Linked DNA regions of Danio rerio: region 2 is linked to region 1. The links are chromatin contacts, called in public Hi-C maps. All regions are on one chromosome and are shown on one strand. The core of a region is the stretch at or near the end of the contact, and the rest is flanking DNA. Distances in the headings are between cores, read along the strand shown.

What was found. Hi-C and Micro-C count contacts between places; a contact is called where the count stands out from the background.
Region 2: a Hi-C map of hematopoietic stem cells shows a contact between it and region 1, with 2.7 times the contacts expected there. The contact joins the promoter of pdcd2 here to the promoter of acta1b in region 1. A contact is called at or near these places in 4 of 18 Hi-C or Micro-C datasets (caudal fin, embryo, hematopoietic stem cells and 1 more) and 1 of 4 datasets of contacts at active chromatin or transcription factors (gastrula embryo).

Annotation. Positions count from the first base shown.
Region 1 is chr13:27,461,129-27,468,133 of GRCz12tu, reverse strand. acta1b (actin alpha 1, skeletal muscle b) reads right to left here and starts at 2,599. Exons shown (of 7, transcript NM_214784.2): 1 at 2,553-2,599; 2 at 1,114-1,253; 3 at 703-1,027; 4 at 437-598. The coding sequence starts at 1,242. abcb10 (ATP-binding cassette, sub-family B (MDR/TAP), member 10) reads right to left here. Exons shown (of 14, transcript XM_073920892.1): 14 at 4,844-6,035. The coding sequence ends at 5,780. LOC141377182 (a long non-coding RNA gene) reads left to right here and starts at 5,789. Exons shown (of 2, transcript XR_012389306.1): 1 at 5,789-6,056.
Region 2 is chr13:27,580,746-27,587,750 of GRCz12tu, reverse strand. pdcd2 (programmed cell death 2) reads right to left here and starts at 3,108. Exons shown (of 6, transcript NM_001045138.1): 1 at 2,694-3,108; 2 at 1,694-1,933; 3 at 1,038-1,178; 4 at 854-954; 5 at 648-761. The coding sequence starts at 3,009. rhoua (ras homolog family member Ua) reads left to right here and starts at 3,976. Exons shown (of 4, transcript NM_001007443.1): 1 at 3,976-4,619; 2 at 5,921-5,979. The coding sequence starts at 4,367.

The DNA.
Region 1 (7,005 bases), core at 1,350-3,849:
CGACTTTAAAATTATTTAGGATGAACTTTAACTCAGTGTTAGATGACATCAAAGGTTATGTACTGTAAAACATGAAAATATTGGCCAAAATACTCTACTGTACTGTACTTTAAAAGTCTACTATAACTTTAGGTAGGTTTTTTCTTGAAATATACAGTAAAATAAGAGTGCTACAATAAAAATATTATTACAATTTAAAATAATCATGTTATTTTCAGAATTCTTTAAAGAGAAAGTTGAAAAAGAATTTGATTAAATTAAAATAAAATGTTTTGTTTCAATGGTTTGTTCAATTGAATTGATTCATACTGAAAAATAAATGTGTTTTTCTTGCATTAAAAACCTTTGAAAGGTGGTGTATATGCACCCAAATTTCATTTGATGAAATAAAACAACATCACTGTTAATATAACACAGAAATGACTGAAATTCCTACCGGTTGTGACGAAAGAATAACCGCGCTCAGTCAAGATCTTCATGAGGTAGTCGGTAAGATCACGACCAGCCAGATCCAAACGCATGATGGCGTGTGGCAGAGCATAACCCTCATAGATGGGGACATTGTGGGACACACCATCACCAGAGTCCAGCACGATACCTTAAATACAGAATAAAAAATGGTCAGAATCCAGTAAAACATATTGGGTCTTACCCATATATATTAGCAGCATTTGATCTATTAGGTGTTAAAGTTCCTCTCACCAGTGGTACGGCCAGAAGCGTAGAGGGACAGCACAGCCTGAATGGCCACATACATGGCTGGGACGTTGAAGGTCTCAAACATGATCTGGGTCATCTTCTCACGGTTAGCCTTGGGGTTCAGAGGGGCCTCAGTCAGCAGAGTTGGGTGCTCTTCAGGGGCAACACGGAGCTCATTGTAGAAGGTGTGGTGCCAGATCTTCTCCATGTCGTCCCAGTTGGTAATGATGCCGTGCTCGATGGGATATTTCAGAGTGAGGATACCCCTCTTGCTCTGAGCTTCATCTCCTACGTATGAGTCCTTCTGACCCATACCCACCATGACACCCTGCAAGAAGCAAATTTAGATTTTTAATTGTCATGATATTTAGATTAAGCTTACTGTGTTAAAGAGGAAAATGCAGCAGAACATACCTGGTGACGGGGGCGACCAACGATGGAGGGGAAGACGGCTCTGGGGGCGTCATCACCAGCAAAGCCAGCCTTCACCAGGCCGGAACCGTTGTCGCACACAAGGGCGGTAGTCTCGTCGTCGTCACACATCTTGATGTATTCTGAAAGGCAAGATGCTGTCTCAGTACAGGCTCAGATAATTTTGTAACATTTTTTTTTTTTGCTTTGATTGGCAAATATCTTTGTGTTTCAATTACTCATAGTTGGAATTAGAGCACGTTTTTAAAAATCATATGTAAAATTAATTAATTGATTTTAATTAAATAATTTTGATTAAATAATAAATGAATATGAAATGGCCTTATAGAGCTGTTTTTCTGGTTTAACAAATTAATATTGAGAAGGATTGGATTAGGTGCAGTTTAATGCAAAGATATTGAATTAAGACTGAAAAGTGATTCTGCAGTTCACTTTTCAATTTCATCTTTGTTTCCATCTATTTACCTTGCCAAAATATTTTCTATCTGTTGTACTTGTGTCGGTTTCATGACTCATTTTAAGTTAAAGTTTCTAAATGATTATCATTCATTACTAATGAAAGGTGAATGACTGCATATCTGAAATAAAACAAATATTTTACAGCAACACACATTTGTCAGTTTATACTTGTTTTAACATTTGAATTTAACCTTTGCTTTAATCCACCTTACTTGTTATACTATTTTGTACTTCTGTATTTTTGGTTGTATGATTTATGAATAACTTTTAAGACTCAGTTTATGAGTCAAACAAATTTATTCATTAATTTTATTAAAATAATTTTAAAGAGATTAAAATTGTATTTTCATTAAACAGATGCAATTATGAGGTAACTAAATGCTAAACTAGTAAAAAATTTACATTTAGTAAAGAAATATAAGAACAATTAGTCATGACAGCACGTTTTTTTAGTTTATTGTAACTTATTAAACTAAGTTAATCATGTTCTAACTTATTTTTATAAGTTATGCAAGTAGTTTTAAGTCAGTTTAACTCAATATATGTTCAATTGACTTATAATGTTAATTTGATTTAGCTTAAAATTTTAAGGCAAATAACATTTCTTACAGTGTAGTAAATAATAGTAATTTTGTAAGCATTCTTTAGAGTTTACTTTACAATTTATGAGTAAATTAAGGATGACTGAATGAATGTAATGAGAAAGTAGCCTTAGCTGACAAATCTGTTATCCTAAAATATGATTATTACTTAAATTAACAACACAGACAACGACAACATAAAAAACTATTATACATGCTTTTAAATAATGAATTAATTAAGGCTATCATTTATTCCAGATTACCATGAAATCCTGTTAGCCTACTGTCACTAAATAAACAAATCTAACTAGCCTTAAATCTAATAAAGTCAACTTAACTACCATATACCAGTATTGCATGCGTTTAACCACGTCCTCTTACCTTTCTCTGCTGAAGCTCAGTGCAGAACAACCGCTGGTGGATCCAGTCACAAACTGCCTGAGGCACCGGCACTTTATATACTCACCGCGTTTGTCGCCATGTGTACAATTGAGGATATCTGTATGTTCGGTTGGAGTTTTTCCTCATTCTTCAACCATATTAGGCACTGGCAGGGTAAGTGAGGGGTGATTTCCTAGAGAAGCGGCGTGTCTCCCCCTGTCCTGCAGGGTCATAGTGAGCAGGACTGTCCATTTACGGTTTGACAGTCATCACTGCAGGCCCAAGTGTGGCCTGTATAAGGAGCTGGGCGGTGCTGATACCAACACCAGCCTTCTCCACATGGTGCTCCACCGTATTAGTGTATTATATCTGTAAGAGAGTACGCTTTGTTCACAAACAGTTTGATATAACAGTGTTGCTGAAGTAGATTCTTAATGTAGTTTTTACCAACGAGATTGAAATGATGATTTCAGTGATGAAAATGTAGAAAATTTTTTAATGTAGTTATTTTGTAAGACGTTAATGTATGTACAATAATTTATTTCTATCTCCTAACACTGTATGAATAATGCTGTAAAAAGCCTTCACAAATAAATACACATCGTAAAGAAAGTCATGTAGGTGAATTGTGTGGGTAGTCTGAATTTTAAGACGTGCGTTTTCTATTTTAGACACTAGAGAAAATTTGTAGGCTACCATCTGTTCACTGCTCATTTACTGCCAGTTTTCCAGGCAGATTTACTGGATGGTGTTCATGATATTTTATTTTTATTTATCTTTTTCTGTCTCTATCTATATATTAAATACATATTTAAAATATTTGATGACACATTCAAAGAATAAGGATCACTGTGCAGCCTTAATTCATTGTAAGTTTAAATATTTGCTGCTATGTTCTTCACATGTTCTTCACATTTGCTGCTATGTTCTTCTATGTTCTAGAACGCTATGTTCTAGAACATGATTAACTTAGTTTAATAAGTTACAATAAACTAAAACAAACATGTTCTGTCATGACTAATTGTTCTTATATTTCTTTACTAATTGTACATTTTTTACTAGTTTAGCATTTAGTTACAATTTAAACAATTTTCACCTCATAATTGCATCTGTTTAATGAAAATACAATTTTAATCTCTTTAAAATTATTTTAATAAAATAAATGAATAAATTCGCTTGACTCATAAACTGAGTCTTGAAAGTTATTCATAAATCATTAACCAAATTAACCACTAGGTTTTTACATTTTGTTTTAATTCCTGTTATCACTGCGATTATCCCTGAAAACCATAATAGGTATTTATGCGTGGAATGCAACCCAGATGATGATAACACACTGAAGGGCCCCTGGATCACCTTATCAAGGCAAGGGACTTGACTTCCACCTTCTGCCTGCCATAAAAGACACGCAAGTGGCTCCCCTGTTTATGCATGAATGGTTTTATTGTGGATTTATACTATGGGTATGTTGTGATCTTTGTAATTTCATTTGACTTCTTTTTATATCACATGATAGCTGATAATAAGGGTTGTAACAACATGTCATGGGCTATAAGCATCAGACTATTGGAATTTGCTGAGATGTTTGCACCCTTTCAAATGAAATTGAATATGAATACATATGGATGGAACTATTATTTCTCTAATGTGTTGACATTTTACTTTCTAAACATTTTTTCCAAGCATTAAGGTAGACACTAGTTTATTATGCTTTCTATATATTTAAAGTCTCTTGTTCACATGCTTTTGACTGATACAGTATCAATATTTTATATCTGAAAGAGCTAGGATAGAATATTGGGTGGTAATATTTTATTATTTGTTGCTGGGTGGTGTGTGACTGCTCTGCATTCTTTACTCTAAAGAGGCCCCTGTGTCTCTGTGCAAGCAGATATGCTGCCATAGTTGGTCCTGGAGCTTATGTTGAGCAGCTGAATGAGTCTTGAAGGCAGTAGCCACAGTCACTTAAGGAGCTTACAACAGCTCCTGCAAACCACAATCTCCTTGCTTGAATTTAAGCAGGCCTGGTGATTTGGATTTTGAGGTTAAGAGAAGGACACAATCCTAATGAAACTACTTAAGTACTGAGTTGTAGTAAAGTCTGAAAGTGATCAGTTTCTTACATCAGCTATTTTGTAATAGTAGATCCAATTCAAATCTTTCATTTAGCCAACTTACTGTACAGTATGCTGCCCCCTCTTGGTTTCCATAATAATATGCCATTTATTTTCAATGGTCAACAGCCCCCTCTTATGGCATGTGTATGTTCTCACAGAAGGTCATGCCACGTCCAAAGTTACAATGTCATTTATTAGGAAGAGTGCAGATAAAACAATAGAAAACAAATAATACACATTTCACAAACTTAAACCTAATAAGTTACCACACTAAATATTAAAATCTTCTAAAATTCCGAATAGATTTATTTTTATTTCAGTGGCACATATATAAATATATATATATATATGTATATACAGGCTGTAGATGAAAGTACATTAAAATATCTCTGTTATAGTGTTCTCGTATACAACTGAGACAATAATATATACCCTTTTTTGTCTATTACAATAGTCCATACAGGTGCTGCTTTTAAATCAATATCTTCATTATTGACAACAGAAAATGGCACTGTAACCAGGTCAAAGTTTGATTTACATCCCAGTTAAAGCTTTGTGGTTTAGGATTTAGGCACGATACATTGACATCAGTGTCATTACCAAAGTAAATAAGAAAGGACAGAAGCACTGTTTCTGTAACCATAAAAATAAAGAAGTCATTATCCATGTTACTTACTGAAAATAAGCAGAACAAATGTGTAAATACTCCCAGTGAGTGGTTTTATGTATAATTTAGATTACTTCTTCATGAATAAGGCCCTTTGTACACTTCAATTACTTGATAATCACATGTTTCTTAATAAACGGCTGACATGATTTATTACATGTTACATAAAGCAACTTGATAAGTCTCAGATATAAAATTTACCTCATATTCCTTTTGAGTTTTCCATAGGCTATGAAAGCATAAAAACAACTGAATAAAAAGCAGTGTTTATGGAACTCAGATGAGTATTATATTATGTCATTGTAAATAACAATGATCAGTATACAACTGGTTTCCAGTTACTTGATACTGCACATGCTAAAAAGCTACATTTCAGTGTTTCTTTTTTTTCTCGGAGTGCTCAGTAAAGAGACTTTTAATGTGTTTGAATGTTTGTTTTTCTCTTATTTAAGGAGCGCCTGTTTCTGCTCGGCCTGCAGGAAGGCCTGTTTCTCCATGAGTTTGCGGAAGAGTCCTTGGTCATTGGCTAAGAGCTGCGAGTGGCTGCCGATCTCCATCACACGGTGCTGGTCTAGCACTGCCACAGAGTCTGCGCTCTGGATGGTTGAGAGACGATGAGCGATGATCAACACTGTACGGCCGTCCATCAGCCTTTCTAACGCCTCCTGGACCAAAAACTCATTCTCTGCATCCAGAGCACTGAAACAGAGCAGTAAGAGAGTAAGTCCATTCATTTAGCTATTCTCATAACAAGACAAACCATTAATTCAGAAAAATGTACATGGGTAGTTGCCAAATGGAGAGTTAAATAAACATTTTTTGCAAAGATCAAAACATTTTTGTAAAACAGATTTTTTAAGGAAAAATTATAATATAAATGTAATTCTGATGTTTGAGAGAATTTAAGGGGTCACTATCTTTATCAATTCTTTAATGTTTTTTTATATATTTATTTACTTTTAGTGAATTGTTCCCTAAATACATCCTATGGTGTGACAGCAAAATAAAAATAAAAAACAATACTACAAATTTATACACAAATAGCATGAGAGTGATTTATCTTTACTGTTGGGCACTTATCTTCATACATACACACACACACACACATATATATATATATATATATATACATACATATATACACACACACACACACACACACACACACACACACACACTTGAAGTCAGAATTAGCCCTCGTTTATTTTTTTCCCCAATTTCTGTTTAAGGGAGAGAAGACTTTTTTTTCAACATATTTCTAATCATAATAGTTTTAATAACTCATTTCTACTGATTTTATTTTATCTTTGCCATGATTACAGTAAATCATATTTTACTAGATATTTTTAAAGACACTTCTATACAGCTTAAAGTGACATTTAAAGGCTTAACTGGGTTAATTAGGTTAACTAGACAGGTTAGGGTAACTAGGCAAGTTATTGTACAATGATGGTTTGTTCTGTAGACAATCGAAAAACAAATTGCTTAAAGGGGCTAATAATTCTGTCCTAATGGTGTTTAAAAAATTAAAAACTGCTTATATTCTAGGCAAAATAAAACAAATAAGACTCTCTCAAGAAGAAAAAAACATTATCATTATCATACTGTGAAAATTGTATTGCCCTGTTAAACATAATTTGGGAAATATTTAAAAAAGAAAACAAAAATT
Region 2 (7,005 bases), core at 1,859-4,358, 120 kb before region 1:
AATCTCAGCTTCAATCATCATCATCATCATTAAGGCTGCATTCAGAGTAGTGCAAAATTATTCAATACTATATGTTTAAGATATCTCAAGCGGTTTGGAAGCCTAAACAAAAATATATGAAAACTTATTGCCTCTGTTCACTAAATGTACTATATGGTCATGCCCTGCATTCATACATGTAATTAACGTCTAGGCATGTACAAGATTACACTTGACAACCAAAAACAAAAATTGAGGACTACATTACAAGGTGACAATTACTGGTTTGGCATGTAAAAAAATTAATTTAGTCCAATAGACAGACCTGCTTATTTTAAAACGAGGGACACATTTACACAAAGTTTGGCTTCATTTAAAAAATTTTTTTGAAGTCTCTTAAGCTAAACAAAAAAATGACATTTGTTATAAATTAAAGATAAAACCTTTCATAAAATGACTCCTATTTTAAAACATTTTCCTGTGACATAGCTGACTTTACAGCTTCCATTTTTAGTCTTTAATGTTATAAGATCCTTTAAAAAATAATCTACATTATTCGTAAAACTGTTGTAGATACCAATTGGAAAAATATTTTGAAAAAAAATCTAGACTCAGTTTATCTCATTGAATGAAAACAAAAAGCTAGCTTAACATCTGTTTTGCATCACCTGGAATTCAAAGAGCCGTTTTGCGCCACATGTACACTCTGGAACTTCCTCTTCACGTGGCACATGTTCAGCTGTCACCCAAAGAGGAGATCCCCCTCTACAATACCGCAAAACCTTAAAAACACAAACGTATATCACCACAGCTGCTAAAGCATATGGGGAAAAGCCATACATCGCATTTGCATGGCTGTGACTGTGTTACTTACCTGTTGTGGCTCATTAGCAATGCGCTGCTTGAACTTTTGAAAGACTTTGGAGTCTAACGTTTCATGAAGAGCCATACTCTCCAGCTCACTGTCCTCCAAACCTGAGTGAAATTAAGTGAAAACTTTTAATGACAAATACATAACAACAAATATCAACCTCCTGAAACTGTTCAATAAGGAATACCGCTATTTAAAGATGCAATGTTCTCCTGATCCAGACTGGGGGATTCCTGGAGTTCATCTTTTGCTGGAATCACCTCTGGTTCGGTGACCAGCTCCCACTCAGGAAACAGAAATGAATTCAGCTCCCCTGAAACTTGAGAAGCTGAAGGTACAAATACAAGACATCACACCTATCGATCAGATGCTCATTTTAACACTTCCCCTAGTGTTAAACAGGACAGTTTTACCATTCTTTAAATACATTCAGCCAATCTCTGGGTCTGACAGAAGCACACTTAGCTTAGCATAGCATAGATTGAATCAGATTAGACCCTTAGGATCTCGCTCAAAAATAATTGCTAGGTTATTATGAGAATGAGTGTAGGTCTCTAAGCCATATCGGCTTAGAAATTAGCAACTTCTCATTTTCTGCCAGTATTGGTACACAATGTAACAACAGAAGACTGAAGCTTTAAATGGGAAAATTATCAAAACTCTTACAAGTTTTTTTTGAACGAGATGCTGATGGTCTAATCCAATTCAATGATCGATGCGAAGCGCTCCCGCCAGACCCAGGAACCTCTAGGGCTGTTGTAAATTGAGCTTATTTCCAAAGAAGTGAGTGTTCCTTTAAAGTAGTGAACATTAAAAGTAATTTATCAAGCATTCTAGACTCACCCTCAGCTAAGCACTCTTTCTTGTGTCTTTGTTTCCAGTCTGTGGTCTGATGCTCCTTACAGCAATATGTGACAGAGTGACATCGAGAGCAGGCCTTCTGTCCCAGACAACCACACAGCCTGCACAGTTTGAGTCCTGAACCCAAAACCTGAGCATCATGTACTGGCTGTTCAGGCTTTTCGTCAGGAGGAGGATTAAAAGGGTAAAACACATTTTTCCTTGGTAACTGACTTCTGAACACTGAAAATGGGAATAGTGCAGAACAGAAATGTGAGAAATGGTGCCCATATTTAATATGTTGTCATCGCATGTTGTTTTAAGTTCATAAAACTTTCTTTCTGTTTAAAAAAAAAAAAAAAAAACCTTTAAAGAATGATGATTAGTTGAATAGTTTTGGATCTCGTTGATTTCCTTAAATAGACATGAATCTGTTTGTTGACAAGCCTTTGTTAGTTAATAATGGTTACCCGTTTACATCAGATTTCAGGAAAGGACCTAATATTCACCTCAATAGTATTAAAAAGTTTAATAAATAAATGACAAAATATATCTAAAACTCAGTCAAGCTAATAGAATCAAGACTTTCTCTATAAATATAAAAGGAAATGCTGTGAAAATGTCTTACTGTTAAACATAAGTTAGAAAAGCTTCCTAAAATGGTTTAAATTTCACCACAAAGCTAAAACAATATTATTGTAGCTAAGATTTGTGTACATTACATTTCATTCAACATCAGTTGAATCACTCTTTTAATTTTAGTAATTTTAAGTGCTTCTATCAGATAATGCTCATTTACCCACACTAGAAACACAACATCCTTTAAAGTATATGCATGCTGTCGACTTCACAGAACAAAATAAAGGCATGCTAAGTTTGGAACTACACGAAGGTCAGGAAATGACCAACTTTCATATTTAGCTGACCGTATCGTTTTAATGCATCTTAATAAAAATACTATACACACATGAACAACTACTACGGTATTTTGACAGTTCGTTACCTTTAAAACACTTGCTGTCGTTTCGAGTATAGCAGGCTGGTGTCTTGCAGCAGAACACAAACAGTGTCCTGTGAAAACATCGATCATATTCAGTGACTGGCGCATAAACCTGCAGAAGAAACACCGCCGGCAGTTTGCACTCCTCGCACTGTAACTCAGACACGGCTGGTAAATCCGACTGGCTCAGCCACGCTGGTCGCCCGCCGACTTTACTTGGAAACTGGTCACTCAGAAGCTGCCATGATTCTGCCTCCTCTAAGAAGCCCAGCACGACTTCACTGTGTGTATTTGACTCTTTCACTGTATTTGCAGCCATCTGTCAAACTCTCACAACATTCAGAGCTGAGAGTTTGGGAATCATGTGCGGGTGTTTGTTCAACTGAGACTAAGGCTCGGGTTAAACAAGATCTCAGACAAACGTTCCATACTCAAATAAGCAGATAATTAAAAAAAAGAATATGTAGCTCTCTGATATGTTACTAATATAGAATTTAATGATTTAAAAAGGTAATATTAACTTATATGCACTATTAACTCAAGTTAAACGTCTTTATCTTGTTAAATTACAAATTATACCGCTTGTCTAAAAGATGGCGTCTTTGTGCTTCTGTTTTTAACGTTGTAGTCATAAAATACTTTTAAGGAATTGGTTAAAACTAAAATAATTCATTTTCATAATAACAATTAGATAATGATTTAGTTGTTTTAGTAAACAATAATACATCAACTGCTTAATGTACATGTGGAACGACCCCTCAGGGAGCCACAAGAGAGCGCTCGTTGTCTGTGGAGAAATGTTTGGAGAAAAAGCATAAACTATGGAAATAAATACATATAAATTACTGGTATTTAATCATTTAAATTATTGTTAACAGTAAGTTCTGTGTGTGTGTATGTATATTCAGTTTTGATATCTATTCATAATTTACTATTTATCTTGTATGCAATTATGATTATTTTGCATGTGTGTGAATAGATTATAAATAGATGTATTAAAATATATTAAAAATACAAAAAATGACTGAATTTTAAAAACTAAACATTCTTTAGAAAAAAACATTATTTTTAATGCTCTTTAGACATTTTTTATCTTATTGAGATTATCCGTGATAACAAATGAAAATGCTGACGCGTGTGTTCTCGCCAGTTCAGTTGAGTTTATCAGTAATGACAACAGGTCTGCTGAACTTCAGTTCACGGATGACTGCAGTTCACTGAGGATGATGTCATGGGCCGTGTCTCAAACCCTAGTCATTTGCCTATCTAGGGTACGCCCAAAAGTGTCCCGCGCGCTTCAAACCCCGGTCTAGTAGGCGGTAGGCAAAGCATTGAGACACAGGCAGAGTGTTTGAGAGTGAAGTGTGTTCAGTTCAGTTCAGTTTTTTTGAGAGGGCGGAGGAGGGCTCGTCTCATGAGGGCATAACGTCAGTGTACGTGTGGGCTTCCTATTTATTTTTGCTTCAGAGTTGATTTGTTTTATATCCAGACAAACCAAACACTTCTTGATTTGAGATGTAGCCTTTAGCGGACTGTTTTCCTCTACAATAAATGGACACCGCGGTGAAACCGGAGACTAGTGCTCCTCTCTCTCTCATTCACGAGCGACAAGTGAGATGATAAACTGCTGAAAGTGGCGTTAAGGCTCCGGGACGCTGTTTGCAGTGTTTGCAGCGATGCCTCCGCAGGGAGGAGGTGGAGAGTATAAGCCCGTTCCCGGTACGGTCGTGCCGCCGGTTCCGCCGCGGAGGCTGAGGAGCAGGGACCTGTCCTCTGCGGTCAAGAGTCGCTTCGGGACGGCGGCGGAGCGCAGGGTGAAGTGCGTACTTGTTGGGGATGGTGCAGTGGGTAAAACCAGTCTGATTGTGAGCTACACTACTAACGGATATCCCACTGAGTATGTCCCAACAGCGTTTGACAACTTTGCAGGTAAATATCACTCCAGCATTTATAACCAAAAGAAAAAGGTAAATCTAAATTAAAATAATCTAATTAAAATAATATATTAATAGCCTAAATATATGGTAGCATCCAGCAATCGGTTAGAAAACCCAGTTTTAGTTGGTGCGACTAGTTTTAGTTGAATAAAGCTGACCAGTATGGTACAAAATGCTGATCATCTTAGACCAGTAATAAACCAGCTACTTACTGGTTAAATTATAATAATACTGTTAGTCAGTGTTTACTAATGAGATTTGCAAACAGTTTTTTTTTTTGAAAGTAATAAGCTTGAACCTAAAACTTAGTTGTAATTTACAAACTCAATAAATACATTTTCACCTGGGAAACAAAAATGCCTATGCAATAGAGGAAAAATATTTTGAATATTTGACAATTATTCAGATAAATGTTACTCAGACACATTAAAACTATCTATCTGTCTGTCTATCTATCTTGTTATAAAATATGATATATGCATTTTGGCAAGGGGTAAAGATTGAGATAATGAAATTTATGCAGTTAGATTTACCCTTTACTCTCCTGTTTTTCTTGCTTGATAGGATACCCTTGGATGTATTTAATAAAAACCAGAGATATTTACTATATATACTTTTACTAAGTGCAAGAAAGACTATAACAATAAATAAAATGAGGCCACACCCTCCAACAATAGCACAGTAGATAGGAAAACCTGAATTAAATATAGAATGGAATATATGACTTCTCAACTTCAATTGAAATTGGATATTTTTAAACAAAGGTGGGCACCTGTTACTATGTGTCTGAACATGGCAACAGGACATAGTATTCCCAGCTGTATCCTTTGAAATTTGAAAATGATGTACGTGTCTTTTTGTAATTTGTTTTTATTTACTGGTAGTGTTATTTGTTGTTGTTGTTGTTGTTGTTGTTGTTTTATAATTTTTTAAATACTGCTGCTTTCACTGACTTTAATTCTGTAAAATGTTTTAATGTTAAAAAATAAAATAAAATATTATATATTAATATTATATTTGCATAATTTCATATATATATATAAACTATACTATGTTATATAAAATGATTTATTATAATAAAATAATTATAATATAATAATATTATGTTCATATCATGAGGTTAAACAAAAATAACACAAATGCCTATTTAAAACATTACATTGTTTTACAGTGACCTCATTAAAATTTGTCAGATGGCCACATGATTGGCCACAGTTCATCTGTCTTAATAATGTGCACCGACTTACGAGAGATAAAATCAACTGATAAAACTGAATCTGTTTTTCTGTGCAGCGGTTGTAGCTGTGGATGGCAAGCCTGTGAAACTTCAGCTTTGTGACACTGCCGGTCAGGTCAGTCCAATAAGCCTACTCAGCACCACCAGACCCAAACAAACCGGCTCACACAAACACATTAAAGCCAGTGCAAGTTCATCATGTCGCTGTATGAGGATGACATGCTGTTTGTTCAAACACACGCTTGTTGAAGGCTTCATCTCTTCACTGTAACAGACTCATGACTCACGTCCTAATTAATCATACGCCTGCCTATCAGCAAGATAAGAGGGAAAGTGATTCAGTTTTGTTTTGCTTACTCAGGATAAGGATTTCTGGTAAAGTTCAGCTGAAGTTTGCAGGCCAGGCATCATAAGGAAGTATAGGCTTCATCCTATGGGAACGCACTGTTGTAGGTCACTTAGTGTGTCTCTTTCTTTGTGGGAGGGAGAAACCAGCAGCCCTAGGGAACCGCAAATGGGAAGCAGTCTAATTGTGATAAATTGGGCTTGATCCCAGGGAAAGGGAGACCTACTTTCAGTCCGGGTACAGCTGGGGCTAGTCACTGGAAATGTGAGATCAGTGTGTTTTCGATGAGTTTAGCAAGCTAAGGAGACACGGTGAAGGGAGGCAAGCCAAGAGACATTTGAATCAGCCATGTTTAGGCCAGTGCAGGGAGAGAAAGACACATAGAAAGTCTTGAGTCTTGAGAATTTATTTGTATAAGTTTGTGCATGCTTTTTTACCAAATTGTACATTTGAATGACATTTGCCTTCGTTTAGCGCTACTTAAAGCGATAGTCCACCCAAAAATGAACATTTTCTTAGCATTTACTCACTCTCAAATGATTCTAAACTTTAATGATTATTTATATATATATATATATATATATATATATATATATTCTTCTATTGAACTCAAAAGAAGATATTTTGAAGAATGTTGGGGAAAAGCAACCATTTGTATCTATAGTACTAACAAAAATATTATGGTTGTCAATGCTTTTTCCCAAGGATTTTCAGTATATATTATTTTGTGTTTAACAGAAGAAACAACTTAAAATAGGTTTGAAACAAGTGGAGGAAGAGTAAACAATGCAGACT